Linked DNA regions of Sus scrofa: regions 1, 3, 4 and 5 are each linked to region 2. Evidence: chromatin contacts called from public Hi-C, HiChIP or PLAC-seq and promoter capture Hi-C data. All regions are on one chromosome and are shown on one strand. Each heading gives the region's core, a stretch centred on a gene start, on an enhancer-like site or on the middle of the called end of the contact. The rest is flanking DNA. Distances are from core to core; before and after follow the strand shown.

Region 1 (2,811 bases), core at 166-2,665, 330 kb before region 2:
CCCTGGGCTAACATGCACTTCTCTGGGCCGCATCAGCTCCCTTCACAAGCTGAGGGGCCTGGGACCACCACCCTTCAAGAAGGAGCGGGGGCCCAAGCATCCAGACTACGGTCAAAACTCTTGGCCTGGGGTGTGTGCATAGGGCAGGGGCTTATCACAAGGACCTGAGACCACAGAGGGGCTCCCAGTGGGGCTGTGGCAGGCTGGAGTATGGCAGCCACTCTGCCCTCATGCCAGGCCCAGGGCCAAAGGCCCATGGCCCTTGCCCTCAGGAAGCTCACAGAAGAGTTCCCTAGTGGCTCAGCTAGTTAATGACCCAGTGTTGTCATGGCTTGGGTTGCTGCTGTGGTGCAGGTTCCATCCAAAAAAAAAAAAAAAAAAGCCAGCTTGGGAGTTCCCCTCATGGCGCAGCAGAAATGAATCCAACTAGGAACTATGAGGTTTCAGGTTCCATCCCTGCCCTTGCTCAGTGGGTTAAGGATCTGGCGTTGCAGAGAGCTGTGGTGTAGGTTGCAGATGCAGCTCAGATCCTGCTTTGCTGGGGCTGTGGTGTAGGCTGGCAGCTGTAGCCCTGATTGGACCCCTAGCCTGGGAAACTCCATATGCCTCGGGTGCGGCCCTAAAATTAAAAAAAAGCAAATAAACGCAAAAAGAAATTTTTTCTTAAAAGCAAAACAAAATAGCGCACAGCCCAAGCCTCTTTTATCCACCCATTTTCAAGCATGACTAGAGTGCGAGAAGCCACCTTCCTCCCTGGTGCTCTGTCCTCTGCGCCTGTGAGGTCTGTCTGGCTCCACAACCCAGAAAGCCGCCAGAGCGGTGCACTGAGGCTCCTTCTAGGGCCTGATGGTGCTGCCCCTGGTGCTCCCCGTCCACTTGGCTGACAAAATGCCTTAGGACATTACCCAGTTCCTGAGGTTTCTGGCCAGAGGTGGCAGACTTAGCACGAGTTTGGGAAGCAGAGGGTGCCAGGAAAAGCCGGCCACAAGGTAGTGTTAAAGGACCTACATGGAGGACACTGGGAGCCAGAGTTGCAGAGGACAGACACCCGAGTTCCAGAGGAGCGTCCCTTGCTCCAGAAGGCTGGGCTGCGCCCCCCTCAAGTGCAGAAGTATCTGGAAGTGCTTCTGCCTCGACAGTTCTCCCGTGGGTGTCCCTACACCCCCGCCACCTCTAAGCTCTTAAAGGCTCTGGCCGCGCTCCTCAGTGCTTCCACAACCTTCCAGGATCGCCGGCCAGGCGGATCGCCAGCCAGGCGGATCGCCCTCATCTGGAGCTGAGAAGCAGCAAGCGTTCCGCGCAAGCCCTCTAAGCTCTGCGAGGGCCCCGCCCCTCGCCCCCTTCGACCCGCCCCTTCCGCCCAGGGGCGGGACTAGGCGCGGCTTCTCCCGGAAATCCGGAACCTGGAAGAAAACCGAGCTCTGCCGGGCGCTGCTCCTGCTCCTCTCTTCCACAGCGGGCGGTTGTGTGCTTGTCTCCTGCGCCCGTCCTTAGATTTTCCACTCCTAACTCTTACGGAGTCCTGAATCCCCATCCCATTTCCCACACCCCAGTTTCAGCTGCAAATTACCGCAGAGCCTAAAGCCAGGAGAGGAGCCCGTTTCCCGCCCCAGTCCTCCCCTCCCCGGGCCGGTGGAGACCCGGGTAAGATTCTCGCCCCGCTTTCCGGCCTCACCTTCCACACACCTGCCGTTCCCTCGGGGGCCCTCCGCCGCCCGACCATGGCCCAGAAGCCGAAGGTAGACCCTCACGTCGGCCGGCTAGGATATCTTCAGGCGCTGGTCACGGAATTCCAGGAGACAGAGAGCCAAGGTGAGAGCGGCGGCGGGGGGAGCAGGGCGGGGGCAGGGGTCCGGCCACCGCCGCCGCCCCAGACCTGGTTCCAATGCTGCTTTTCCACTGCAGACGCCAAGGAGCAAGTACTGGCCAACCTCGCTAACTTCGCCTATGACCCCAGTAATTACCAGTATCTGCGGCAGCTGCAGGTCCTGGATTTATTCCTCGATTCACTGTCGGAAGAGAATGAAACCCTGGTGGAGTTTGCTATTGGTAAGGATGGGGTGCAACTCCTAGATGCCTGATGGGCTTTAATGAGGTCAGTGAGTTAGAAGTGAGTTTGGGAGAAAGGAATCTTAAGCAGTCCCTCAGCTGCGAAGCACTCATTCTGCGTGCCTGTCTGCGCTGCTTGCTTACAGGTGTGTGCATAAATGAGGAAATGGATTGAAGGCCGGTGCGGTCGGGAGGGGGGAGTGGAGTGCTCTTTTTAAACAGCTTTATCTTCATGTTTTAATATCCAGAGAAGTAGAGGTGACTTGGAATGGCTTATGCCTAGGACCTATCGAACTATTCGCTGGACAGGTATTATGGGGCATGTACTGTGTGATTAAGGTATTGTTCTAAATGCTGGGAAGATGGCAAGCAGGTTGGGGAAAAGGTCTTTGCCCTCGAGGAATTTACACTCTGGTAGAGGGAGACAGGTGTTTGAACAAAAGCTGAGGCTCTGAAGAAAATAAACAGGCTGATGAGGTGGAGCAAGGGGAGGTAGACACTCCTTTTGTTTTGGCCATCGTGGGAAGGCGGTCTCGGCAGAGGCACAGCATGGGCCCAGACCCTTAAGCGGGAGGAGGCAGAAGGAAAGGCTGATGTGGTGGGACTGTGGTGAATGAAGCTGAGAGAGGTACCAAATGAGGTCCAAGAGCTCGAGGCAGCTCCTGACTCAGAGCTAGGTGGTAGGAAAGAGTTTGTTGATTCTGAGGACAGACGTTCGTTGTTCAGCATGTATCTTTGTTTCGTTGTTGTTGTCTTTTTAGG
Region 2 (2,828 bases), core at 30-2,529:
GGGAGGTTGAGTCACTGAGGCCCCAGGGCACCTGGCAGCACCTCAACCTGGGGCAGGAGGGGCCCTGGCAGCACGACACATTGGGGTAGGCGGGGCCAGCAGCCTGTTCTCCACAGCCCCGGGCACTGACACCCACAGACAACTGGTGGGCCAGAAGGTGGGGCCTGGCAGAAGGTCAGGCGCAGGCAGCCCGGCCCGTGGTCACTCCCTGTGGAAGGCGCCTGCCCCCAGACCCCTCCCTCTCTAAGCTTTGCTGTAATAGCTGGATGCCCTTGCCCCAGGGCTCTTCATGAATCTAGAGGGTGGAGTGGGAGCTACGGCTCTCCATCTCTGGCCGAGGGTCTGCCTGCAGGACAGGGAGGCTTTCCGGCACCTGTTGCTGACCCTTGCGCGGGATGGGGAAGCAGCTGGGCAGAGAACAGAGATAAGAGCTGGGGCACCGCTGGTAAATGAGGCTGCCTGGCCCCCCCCAAGCCTGAATCTGTGGCCCAGAGCCCCGACTTCACTTTAGAAAAGCTTACGTCAGTTCCTCAGTGGCCATGAATTTGCTGCCCAAGTCCTGTGGCATGAGCCCCGTGCAGGCCTGGGGCCCTAGCTGGGGTCGCCCTTCCTCCCAAAATGTCCCAAGCCCAACCCAGAGGGCACTCCAGCTCAAGGCCCGAGGCCGACATTGGGGGAGGGCGCCCCTGGCAGTGCCTGGGGTCGGGCTGGCTCCCCCGCCCCCCGGAATGCCAGTCCAGCGCCGCGCAACCCCCCCAACCCAGCCCAGCTCCAGCCGACCGGGGAACAAAGCGGCGGGAGGGACCGGGAGGGCCAAGTGCCGGAGGGATTGATGCGGGAGGACGGGATAGGGGCGCGAAAAGGACAGAAGGAGCCGACAGATGTAGGCGCCCGCCGATCCCGCAGGAAAAGTTAGTTTGTACCCGCCCTCAAGGGTGCTGACCCCCAGCTCAGACCCCGCCGTCTCACCTCTCCAGCCGCCCCGCTGGGGGTCCGGCTGGTCCCGCTCGGTCCCTGGCACTCCGGACGGCGGCTCCCACTGCCCCCCTTACCCCTTTTCTCCTTCTTCTCCTCCTTTTCCAAGGCCGGCTCGGCGCCTCCCGCAGGAAATCCCGCCCCTCCCCCTTCCCTCCCGCCGGATCGGGAGCGGAGGGATCGTCCCGGCCGCGCAGTCGGGCTGTCAGTCAGTGCCTGGGGCCCCGCCCCGAGCCGCCCAGGCCCCGCCCCCATCACTCGGGTCCGGACCTTGGACACTGCCTCGCTCAGCGCATGCGCCCAGGTGAAGCGGCGGGGGTGGGGACGAGAGTACGCTGCGTCCCGGCTGTTGGAGCAGGGGCGATCTGGGGCTCTAGGGTTCAGACTGAAGGGTGAGGTGCCCTGTTTGTGACGGGCGGGAGGGAAGACATGATGCGAAGGGGTCTGGGAACCGAGACCCAGGAATCTCACTTGGGAAATCCCCCTTCCCTTTTGCCCCTCGCCCCTCCAGGGACCGCCGCGGCGACCTCTGCCCGCGAGGCCAGAATAGCAGACCAACAACCGCTGGTTGGAGCAATGGTGCCACCTAGCGGCCCGTGTCGGAGCGGCCCGTGGTGGCGGCGGCGGGGACCCCAGCTTCGAGGAGGTGCCTATGACCATCTATGGTGGCGCTTCAGCACCATCGTGGGTCGGACAGCGGCCTCCCGCCCCCGGCCCTGAAAACATAGTTTCCGAGCCCTTAGGAAGAGACCCAACGGAAGACCCTGAAGGAACACCGAACCTCCCTAGATCGCATCTGACAGCCCTCGGCGGCCTCCAGTTTGTGAAGCTGGAATTCGGGAACCTAGCACTCGCCCATCTCTACACCCCTCTTCTTCCCTCCCTGTCCCAATGGGTGATGGGGACTAAGCAGCTCAGGGCTGCGGAGGGGAAGATCATGAATTTGACTCTTCATAGCACACTTTCAAACGTCAGGCTCCGCAAGTTTTACTAGAGAGGAGCCCAGAGGAGGGCTGGGGATCGGAGAGATGGTCCTAACAAATCCAGAAACCTGCAAGCTCTCCGCCTCCGGAATCGAGCCCCATGTCTGTTGGCAGGCGCTAGGACCCAGGACACCAGGAAGGTGGAAAGCAGGTGGGTTGATCTGGAGCGCGGAGGAGCAGAGGTCGGATTGGCGGGCGCTAGGGCCGCGCGGAGTTCCGGCGGTGGGCGGGGCATGGGCGGCGCGCGCGCGCGCGCGCGCAGCTGCAGACGGCGGCCCGATGGAGCCCGAACCTGGGTCCGCCGAGGTGGAGGTTCCTCCCGGGCGCGTGCTCAGGTGCGGCGCGGCGCGGCCCGGCCCGGGGGAGGCGCCGGGACCGCAGGGTGGGCGCAGGGAAGGAGATGGGCACCCAGGACGGGGATCCCGGCCAGGGCCGAGCGGTCCCGACTGCGTGGCGCTAACCCCGCGTCCCTTCTTGCTTTCCCCAGTGTGCCGGAGCTCTTCGCCGCCCGCTCGCGGCCCCAGAAGCTGCCCCAGCGCTCGCATGGCCCCAAGGACTTCCTTCCCGACGGCTCGGCGGCCCAGGCTGAGCGGCTGCGCTTGTGCCGCGAGGAGCTCTGGCAGCTGCTGGCGGAGGAGCGCGTGGAGCGCCTGTGAGGGGGGCGGGCCGGGCCGGGGGCGGAGCCGGGCGGACGGACCGGGTCGACTAAGCCCGCAGATTGAGACGGCCCCCTCCCCACTCCTTGCCAGGGGCAGTTTGGTGGCCGCCGAGTGGAGACCGGAAGAAGGCTTCGTGGAGCTGAAGTCTCCTGCGGTGAGCCGTGGGCCTTTGAGACAGGGAGCCCGCCCTCCCTGCCCTCCCGGCTCCTTT
Region 3 (2,848 bases), core at 106-2,605, 260 kb before region 2:
TAAAAACAAGCATCGTCTCTCTTCAAAGTACTTAAGAGTACAGAATGCAAGAAAAAAATCTAGAGCTTGCAATTCAAAACTCTAAGACGACTCTGTTAAAAAGTTACCAAATTCAGTTTAATAACAAACCTCAAAGTAGATTTAAAAAAAAAACCACCTTAATTGAAGAATATCCTTTGATTCTCTTCGAAGCAACGGTAATAACTCAGAACCACTATTATTGTTCGCCTCTACGAGCAGCTTCATTTTTGTTTATTTTTAGTTGGGAGCTTATTCTCCCCTCCCCTTTGTTGTCATGAGTCAAATGCTGTTATATTGCAAGTCTTCCTTGTAGATTTCGACCCAATCTGAAGTTTACCAAAATCAAGTATAGAAGGAACTCTGTTGCCCTTAAATCTCTTCAGAAGGGAGGCGGTGTCACAAAACAAACTCAAAGAAAGTAGCCCGTGTGCCAGGAAGAAGTGTGTGCCCTAGTCCTCCAGGGAGAAGCCTCCCAGCGCCTCAAAACCCGCGTTTAAAAAGTTAAGCCCTACAAAGTCTCTCTGCTCGTACATCTGCCTCCAACTTCTCAAAACCACATGGTCTCGGCAGCTTAGGGGTTATCTAGGACCCAAGGAAAAGCCCCTGCCCAGCCTCACCAAAAAAGTGGGAAATACTCCCCGGGAATCCCCAATCCCCGGCCCCTCACGACGGCCAGACGGGCATCCGGCTTCCAACCCATCGGCTGCTCATTGATTCGCCCCGAGCCTTCACCCGGCCAGGGCGGCCCGGGGCAGGGGTCCCCAGATGCCCGCGGCCCCGACCCCTGAGGGGGGAAGCCCGGGGCGGAGGGAACTCCCCGCCACCACCGAGGCGGCAACACCCGCCGCGGCCCGGCGCAGGGTCCGCGGAGGGTGGGGACACCGCGCGCCCTAACGCCCCTCGTCACGCGCGCCCGCCCGGCCGGGCCCGAGAAGCCCCGCTCGCGGCCGGTGGGCCCGCGGGCGTCCGCGATTTGCCCGCCCAACTCGCGCCCGGCGCGCACTCCGAGGCGGCCGGGGGCGGGGGAGGGCGGCGGGGCCTCCTCCGGCGCGGGAGGGAGGAAGAGGGGAGGGAGGAAAATGGCGCGGAGCGCCGGGGCCTGAGCCGCGGCCGCCCCGTGGGGGGCCCGGGAAGGCGCGGGGAGCCCGCGGCGGGCTCGGGCCGGACCCCGGCCCGCACCGTGACCCCGGCCGCGCGGCGAGGCGAGGAGGCCGGCGCCGAGCTCACCTTGGGCTTTTCGTCGGCCATGGCGAGCGCCGGAGTCTCCTCAGCTGCCGCTTCACAAAAGAGGTACCAGGTCCGCACCGAACGAGCACACAAGCAGCACCAGGAGCGGCAGAAGAAGGAGGCGGCAGCGGTGGAGGAGGGAGAGGGCGCGCGCACGTCGTGCGCTCCCTCCCCCCACCCTGCGTGCGCGAGCACGAGCCTCCGCAGCTTCTCATTGGTTGCCGCCTCGCGGGAGCGCGCAACGCTTACATAACCACCCCCACCCCCCGCCCCGCGCCGCCCTGGCCTGAGCCCGGCGCCCGCCAGGCCGGCGGGAAGAGGCGCGGACACGCGCACCCGGCCCGCCGCGGGGGCGCGCCTGGCTCTGGGCGGGGCTGTATTGTCCTCCTCCTGTGGTGGAGCTTAATCAAAATGGCTTCCAGCTGGTCCTCGGTGGGGACGAGGAGGCTTGAGGCCTAGACGTGAGGCACAAGCCGGGGAAGGCAGGCTGCCTAGACGAGGAAAGGGGAGCCTAAATCAGAGCCCAGCATGAAGTTCTGGGAAAAAAAAACCCTCTCAATCGGTGGCCCAGATGCAGTTTTCCTCAGGGTCAGAGGGACATCCCACTTCCAGCCAGCCTCTCATCCCTCGAATCTTAAATCCTCAGCCTCAACCCGCTTCCCACCGGGCTCTTGCCTTAGGGCCGTGACTACTTCCGTCGTGCTGGAAACCTTATACTTAGACTAGCTGAGGGGAAAGGTTCCTCCTACAGACTCCTTACGCATAGCCTGGCTTCCAACCTCCAAGAGGCCACAGAATCCGGAGAGAGAGGTACCCATTACCAAGGTTCCAAACCAGGCCATCGTTTCCTCCATCCATCTGGCTCAGAAATGGAAGTAGGTCCTTCCTGTCCTAGGAACAATCCTGACATTTGTGCCTTGGATCTCTCCTGCTCCTCTCAGAAGTTCGATTATTTCCTTTCTCTTGTATTTTCTTCCACTCCTACATTAGAATAGAAAAAGACTCAGAGAATTCCCATCTTCGCTCGGCAGAAACAAACCCGACTAGCATCCATGTGGACACAGGTTTGATCCCTGGCCTTGCTCTGTGGGTGTTGCCACGAGCTGTGGTGTAGGTCGAAGATGGGGCTCGGATCTGGAGTTGCTGTGGCTGTGGTGTAGGCTGGCGGCTGTAGCTCCCATTCGACCCCTGGCCTGGAAACCTCCATATGCCACCGGTGCAGCCCTTAAAAAAAAAAAAAAAAAAAAAGGACCAAAAAAAAGAAAAGAAAAAGACTGTCAATTCTAGTTCCTTCTGAAGTTATCGCCATATCTCTCTCCATTCTTGGCCAAACATCTTGAAAAATGTCCACTCCAGCTGTCTCCCCCCCCCTCACCTCCCACTCACTCCTCAATCCACTGCAATCTGGCTCCACAAAAACCTTCTGCAAGGTCACCACAGACTTCTTTGCTGAATCCAGGATGCATCCCAGTTCATCACTCCTTGTGACTTTGGGCTGACTCTGTCCTGTCCTTCATCAGTTTGCCTTTTTTTTTTCTCTTCCTCAGCCCTTCCCTTAAATGTTCCTTGGGTTTTGTTCTAGACCATATCTCTTTCCATT
Region 4 (2,700 bases), core at 105-2,604, 370 kb before region 2:
TTCAGAGCTGAGGTTCTCTCTGCTCCACAGCTTGACTGCTTACTGCGTGGCTCTGGGGTGGTGGCTTTTTGAAAGTGACTGTCGACTGTGCCAAATGTCTTTTGAGCCTATACCATCCTCCTGCCCAGATGGCATAACTTCTCCGGGATTCTCACGTTGCCCTCACCTCCCGTGAAGAGTAGGGTAGAAGAGTGTGCCCAGGGTGTGTGCTGACGACACGCCGTGTCTACACACCAGCCTGAACGTGCTTGTGGGCACCTCAGCAGTCCGGCCCTTGCCCAGGATGTTTACAGCTATAAGATGTTAGAGGAACTTGACCTGCGTCCCATCAGAAAGATTGCAGGCCTCCATCCTGTCATCTTTCAAGAAGAAAAAAGATTTGAGTGTGTCAAGGAAAAGCTGCTCTGACCGAGGAGGACAGAGGATGAGAAGCCAGATGTCCTTTGGCCACTTTGAATAAGTAACACCCGCCTGCGAAGAAGGGAAGCCATGTCACCTGGGGCCTCGGGCCCCATCAGGTTTGCTTTCCTGGGACTTGTTGATAATCAGCCTCTGGTCCCAAGCCAGCGAGGAGCGCAGAGGGCTGCGGGGCAGCTGTGATCCAGGCTACATGATGCGTAGTTACTTTCCTCGAGCTTCTCAGGCCCACGGTGGATCCTGGGCAAAGACTGCTGAGCCCCTTGCTAATAAGCGTGCTGAGAAACTAGATGCTGGCTTTGACCAAGCTCCCTCCTCCCGGCCTCCTTCAGCGCCCCAGGGAATTGGAAGGTGATTCTTTTCTTAAGGTTTCTGGAAAAGTATCTTATCCACGCCCTTGATGAGCCAAGTTGGTGTCTCTTCTTGAAAGCCTTCTCCCTCCAGGAGAGGCCGGCCGATACCTCCACGGAGAGGTCTGACCGGCAGCTTGGGGGTGTCATGTGACCAGGGACCCACACTCTCCGGTCGCCCAGTCCTGCCACAAGGGGAGTGTCACTGCTCCTCCTCCTCTGCCCAGGTCGGAGGCCAGGCCCAGGGAGCAGCCTGGCACCTCCTGAGTGATGACACAGTAGCACGCTTCCGTCTTTTCCTCAGAACCTGCTCTTCTTTGCTGGCAGTGAGGCAGGGTCCAGCCTCCTCTAGGGCGACTTTGTTTCTGCAGTTTCAGCTGATCTCAGGGGCGTCGGGGAGTGTAGAGGAGGAAGGGGCAGCGCTGCTGAGCAGTAGCCTCACCCACACCCTCCAGCATGGCCTTTGATCCCGACCTTTGGGACCATGCCTGTCACTTGTGGGTGCCCTTTGTTACCATGTGTGTGTTTGAATAAAGTCTAAAATGCTGTGACCCTTTTTCTTTCCTCCTGTCAATAAAGACATAAAACAAACTTCTGCATCTTGAAACCTTTGGTGTATGTTTTCCACGACTGCAGTCTCCTTGGTGTCTCCTGGCCCTTACTGTCGATGATTCTCAAGCTGTTCTCAGCAGGTGAGTGTCACTGCACCCCTTCCAGCAGGGCGTCTTACACAGTCCTCCTCTCTCCTGCTGCTAACACTGCCTGAGGGGGTGCGGGGCCCTCTTCCTCCTGGCTTTCACTTCACCGAATCTGAAAGGACCCAGAGAGTGCCGAGAACCAGAAGGTGGGGACAGATGGGCCTCCCACTGCAGAGCCCAGAGCCCGAAAGGGATGGGAGGAGTTTGAGATGGTTTTTAAGGGAAAAAAGTCTTCTGGGAGGAAATGTTCTCTGCAAGGAAGAGGATGAGTAGGAAATGTGATGATCAAGTAACCAATGACTTCGGTATGGATCACTGAGGCACCAGACAGGTATAGGACCCACAGAAGGCGTTAGGTCATCCCTGCTGCAGGTGCTTCCAGCTGGGGAGCTGGCTGTACCCCCAAAGGTGGCGAGCAAGGTATGTGGCTCCAAAGGGAGAGCACAGCACTTGTGAACAGGCAGTGTAGAAAGGAGCGGGCCCAGGGGACACAAGTGTCACAGATGTGGTCCTAGGACATAGTTCTTGCTACCAAGACTGGGGAGCAAAGGGAAGAGGTTGGCGTCACTAAAGGTGGAGGGGTTCCCTTCATGGCTCAGCAGAAACGATTCTGACTAGTTTCCATGAGGACACGGGTTCGATCCCTGGCCTTGCTCAGTGGATTAAGGATGCAGTGTTACCATGAGCTGTGGTGTGGGTTGCAGATGCGGCTGAGATCCCATGTCACTGTGGCTGTGGCGTAGGCCGATGGCTACAGCTCCATTTAGACTCCTAGCCTGGGAACCATCATATGCTGTGGGCTCGGCCCTAAAAAGACAAAAAAAAAAAAAAAAAAAAAAGGTGGAAGCTCAGAGGAGGGTCCCTGTGCAGAGAGGCTGCCGTCTCAGGGTGCAGTGAGGCTGGTTCTGGAAGTGTGGAAAGCTGCAAATGAACCACACCGCTGGAACCAGCTACTGCTGCCAGCTATACTGCTGAGGTTTCTCTGATCACAGGAAGGGGCAGGTCTCCTTTTTCCCTCTGGCCTTGCGGTTTCCCTCTCGTGTTCCCTACAACAGCTTCCAAGCCCCAGCAGCACGGGGCAGTCTGGCTGGGGTGGGGCTGAGAGGTTATAGCAATAACCAGCTCCGCCACCTCCATGGCTGCTCAGCATCCATAAATACGCTTCTGTATAGGAACTTCATACAATGACGAGAAGAATTTCGTCTCCATGTAGCAAGATGCAACTACTCTACACA
Region 5 (2,700 bases), core at 25-2,524, 280 kb before region 2:
TTGTGCCACCTGCCCAGGACCCCAAAGCTGGCCACACATGACTGCGAGTCATGATCAATAAAGAGATGCTCAGAAAAAGTGGAATCTAAGCTTCCTCCATGCCTTGAGCAGGATCCCAGAGATGCCTTTATCCCACCTTAAAAAACAGCGTGCATGCAATTAGCCAAGACAATGTGGACATTCCCCACCGCATCCAAACCCTTCCGCCAAGTTAGGCAAGGGCTTGGAAAAGGGTCCCAGTTCAAACACCGTGCCCAGGGCCCTCTTCGACAAATGCAGTGGCAAGAGTGACCAGAAAGGCCCCGGATACGCAGGTGGAGATAGTACGGAAGAGACAATGGATGTCTCCGGCCCCGCCCAAGAACAGAAAACCTCTTCCTGCAAGCAAACCAGGGCCAGAGATGAACTCATTTGGCAAACGTCAAACGGGGAAGGCAAAGAGGTGGGATGCAAAGACCGAGGTCCGAAGGTTTGAGCGCAGAAAACCCACTCGGAGCGACTCGCTCCCCCTCCCGTTCAGAGGTGGGCGCGCGAGGGGAAGGAGCAGGGGTCTTTTCTTTGTTAGCAAAGGAGAGGCACTTCGCGGAGGGCTGACGGCTGGGTCCTGAATAGGGGTGGCGGTCGCGATGACCGGCCCCGCCCGAACACAAATGCTACATGCCATGCGGACCCGAGTGGGTAGGAGCTCGACAGACCCGATCACTGCGGCTGCGGATCTGACCATCACGCCGGGCGCAGGGCCGCCACCTGCCCTGGGCCAGAGTCACGAGCGCGTGGCCAGGAATGGGACAATGGGCACGGATCGAGGTGCCCCGCGAGCTACCCAGGCACCCGGAGCCCAAGACCACCTCCCCGGGGCCAGGCAGGCCACGCCGCAAAGAGGAAAAAGCGAACCCTCTCGGCACGTTCGTATTGGCAAAAAAAACCTCCGCGCCCTGAGCGCGAGCGGCCCCAGCCCTTCACAGCCCCTCGCTCCGGGGGAGGAATGAATGGGAGAGGAGCAGGAATCGGGCGGGGCCGGCGCGCTGGACTCGCCGGAGGCACAAAGGCGACGCCGGTAGCCGAGCCCCACCGCCGAGCTGGGAAGGAGCGCAACGCCTGGAGCACGTTACAGCCAACGACCGGCCGCCAGACCCGCCCGGCCCCCTTGGGCAGCGGCCCTCCAGCCCAATGAGCCCCGCCGCCTCACCGGGAGCTATTCCTGCTGTTGGGGTCGACGCCCTTGAAGGTGGTGGTGGTGGTCATGGCGCCAAGGAGCGAGGTAGCGAGCGAGAGAGCAGAACGCCGAAAGGGTCAGGTCTGAGGAGCGTAGGGTAGCTCCCCAGCCCAAAGCCGGCAACCGCTGCAGGAACCTCCGCCACCGACAGCCCGCTGGGTCGCCGCCTTTATAGGGCCTCCAAGCCCCGCCCCTGCCCCGACATCATTGGCCGATTCAAATGGACCTGTAAGCTTCCATTGGTCCCTGGGAGTGCCAAACACCCTGCGGCGTCCCGACAGGCCGAGGCTGCTCCTGCTCAGCCTAAACCCGCCTCCTTCCTGGCCAGAGAAGAGCTAGGGACGTTTCCCCTCCCCCACCCCCAAATCTCGGTGATGATTGGATAAAGGACAAACCTGCCCCGCGCACGGTACAAGTTGTGCTCCCTGTCACTTAAAAAAGTTACCTGATAAAGCGAAAAGCTCGCTGTGTGCGAGTTGAAATCCGCAAGCCGAGGGCAAATTTATCTTTCATTTATTTGCCTTTCTCAAGGTGGGTAGCAAGGTCATGCTCCCCAAGGGATGAAAATTACTGCTACACATTGACATGTATACAACTGAATACCTACTAAGTGTCCTGTTTGGAAACCTGACAGTCCCAAAGCAGCAGCACTATGAGTCAGCAACAGAAAGCACGCGAAGATGATCCCTTCTAAAACGATTGGAAATTCTTTACATTTTACTGTTACTCTTTAGCTGTAATGGGTGGTGCATACACTAGACCAAAATTACAGTCGTTCCGATCTGAGGACCTGTGCTTAATAAGTCTGGTTAACGCCCGGCTTTGGGGAATGGCCACATCCCTTACTGCTAAGACTATGGAAGCACCCCAGGCCTCTGCAGCTGTTTATAACCCTTAAGTCATGACTCTTCCACCTGTCTGGCTAAATCTATCCCTGCAACAAATGCAGACACACTTGGAGGGTTCAGGAATGACTGTTTACAAGATCATAATAGGAAAGTCTTGGGCAAACAAGGGGGTAGGCCTTCCCCGTCATGCCGATTACTCAAGGCAGATCTCTATTTCAGTATTTCCATAAGTGAACTACATTCCTTTTTGTGTGGCCGCCTCCTAGACGTTCATGAAAAGCCAAAGACAAGTTCTTCTCTTCTATAAGGCAGGATCATGTCTTTAAGGGCTTACCACAAAAGCTTGAAGCACACACTTGTTTGGATTAAAGTCTCCCCCTTGTTAAAGGCTAAGCCTAAATTTCCAAAACCTTAAAACAAACAAACAAAACAAACCTCTTCAGGCCAACCCAGCATGCATCCCCGGCTCAAAAATCATATCATTATTGGGAGTTCCTCTTGTGGCTCAGCAGGTTAAGAACCCGACTAGCATCCACGAGGAAGAGAGTTCAATCCCTGGCCTCACTCAGTAATTTAAGGATCCAGTGTTGCCGTGAGCTTCGGCTTAGGTGGCAGATATGGCTTAGATCCCTCATT

What was found. Promoter capture Hi-C pulls out the DNA fragments that hold promoters and counts their contacts. A called contact is a pair of places that touch in the nucleus more often than the background predicts. HiChIP or PLAC-seq counts read pairs in DNA pulled down with a chosen protein or histone mark.
Region 1: a contact with region 2 is called in a Hi-C map of skeletal muscle, with 3 times the contacts expected there. The contact joins the promoter of ARMC7 here to the promoter of TSEN54 in region 2. A contact is called at or near these places in 1 of 5 promoter capture datasets (liver), 11 of 47 Hi-C or Micro-C datasets (alveolar macrophages, embryonic fibroblasts, epiblast stem cells and 8 more) and 2 of 2 datasets of contacts at active chromatin or transcription factors (alveolar macrophages and skeletal muscle).
Region 3: a contact with region 2 is called in a Hi-C map of embryonic fibroblasts, with 2.3 times the contacts expected there. The contact joins the promoter of SUMO2 here to the promoter of TSEN54 in region 2. A contact is called at or near these places in 2 of 5 promoter capture datasets (fetal liver and liver), 4 of 47 Hi-C or Micro-C datasets (alveolar macrophages, embryonic fibroblasts, liver and 1 more) and 1 of 2 datasets of contacts at active chromatin or transcription factors (alveolar macrophages).
Region 4: a contact with region 2 is called in a promoter capture Hi-C map of liver, with 5 times the contacts expected there. The contact joins the promoter of LOC110255970 here to the promoter of TSEN54 in region 2. A contact is called at or near these places in 1 of 5 promoter capture datasets (liver) and 1 of 47 Hi-C or Micro-C datasets (embryonic fibroblasts).
Region 5: a contact with region 2 is called in an H3K27ac HiChIP or PLAC-seq map of alveolar macrophages. The contact joins the promoter of JPT1 here to the promoter of TSEN54 in region 2.

What each region holds. Positions count from the first base shown.
Region 1 is chr12:6,181,686-6,184,496 of Sscrofa11.1, reverse strand. It overlaps ARMC7 (armadillo repeat containing 7), which reads left to right and starts at 1,415. Exons shown (of 3, transcript NM_001243806.1): 1 at 1,415-1,812; 2 at 1,906-2,049. The coding sequence starts at 1,722.
Region 2 is chr12:5,854,242-5,857,069 of Sscrofa11.1, reverse strand. TSEN54 (tRNA-splicing endonuclease subunit Sen54) reads left to right here and starts at 1,279. Exons shown (of 12, transcript XM_021066651.1): 1 at 1,279-1,367; 2 at 1,487-2,109; 3 at 2,446-2,610; 4 at 2,708-2,771. It overlaps CASKIN2 (caskin-2), which reads right to left and starts at 1,196. Exons shown (of 20, transcript XM_021066645.1): 1 at 970-1,196.
Region 3 is chr12:6,115,201-6,118,048 of Sscrofa11.1, reverse strand. It overlaps SUMO2 (small ubiquitin-like modifier 2), which reads right to left and starts at 1,355. Exons shown (of 4, transcript NM_213984.1): 1 at 1,249-1,355. The coding sequence starts at 1,269.
Region 4 is chr12:6,225,046-6,227,745 of Sscrofa11.1, reverse strand. It overlaps LOC110255970 (tripartite motif-containing protein 47-like), which reads left to right and starts at 1,354. Exons shown (of 4, transcript XM_021066665.1): 1 at 1,354-1,459. The coding sequence starts at 1,435. It overlaps KCTD2 (BTB/POZ domain-containing protein KCTD2), which reads left to right. Exons shown (of 6, transcript XM_021066666.1): 6 at 1-1,366.
Region 5 is chr12:6,138,087-6,140,786 of Sscrofa11.1, reverse strand. It overlaps JPT1 (Jupiter microtubule associated homolog 1), which reads right to left and starts at 1,274. Exons shown (of 5, transcript NM_001048069.1): 1 at 1,190-1,274. The coding sequence starts at 1,245.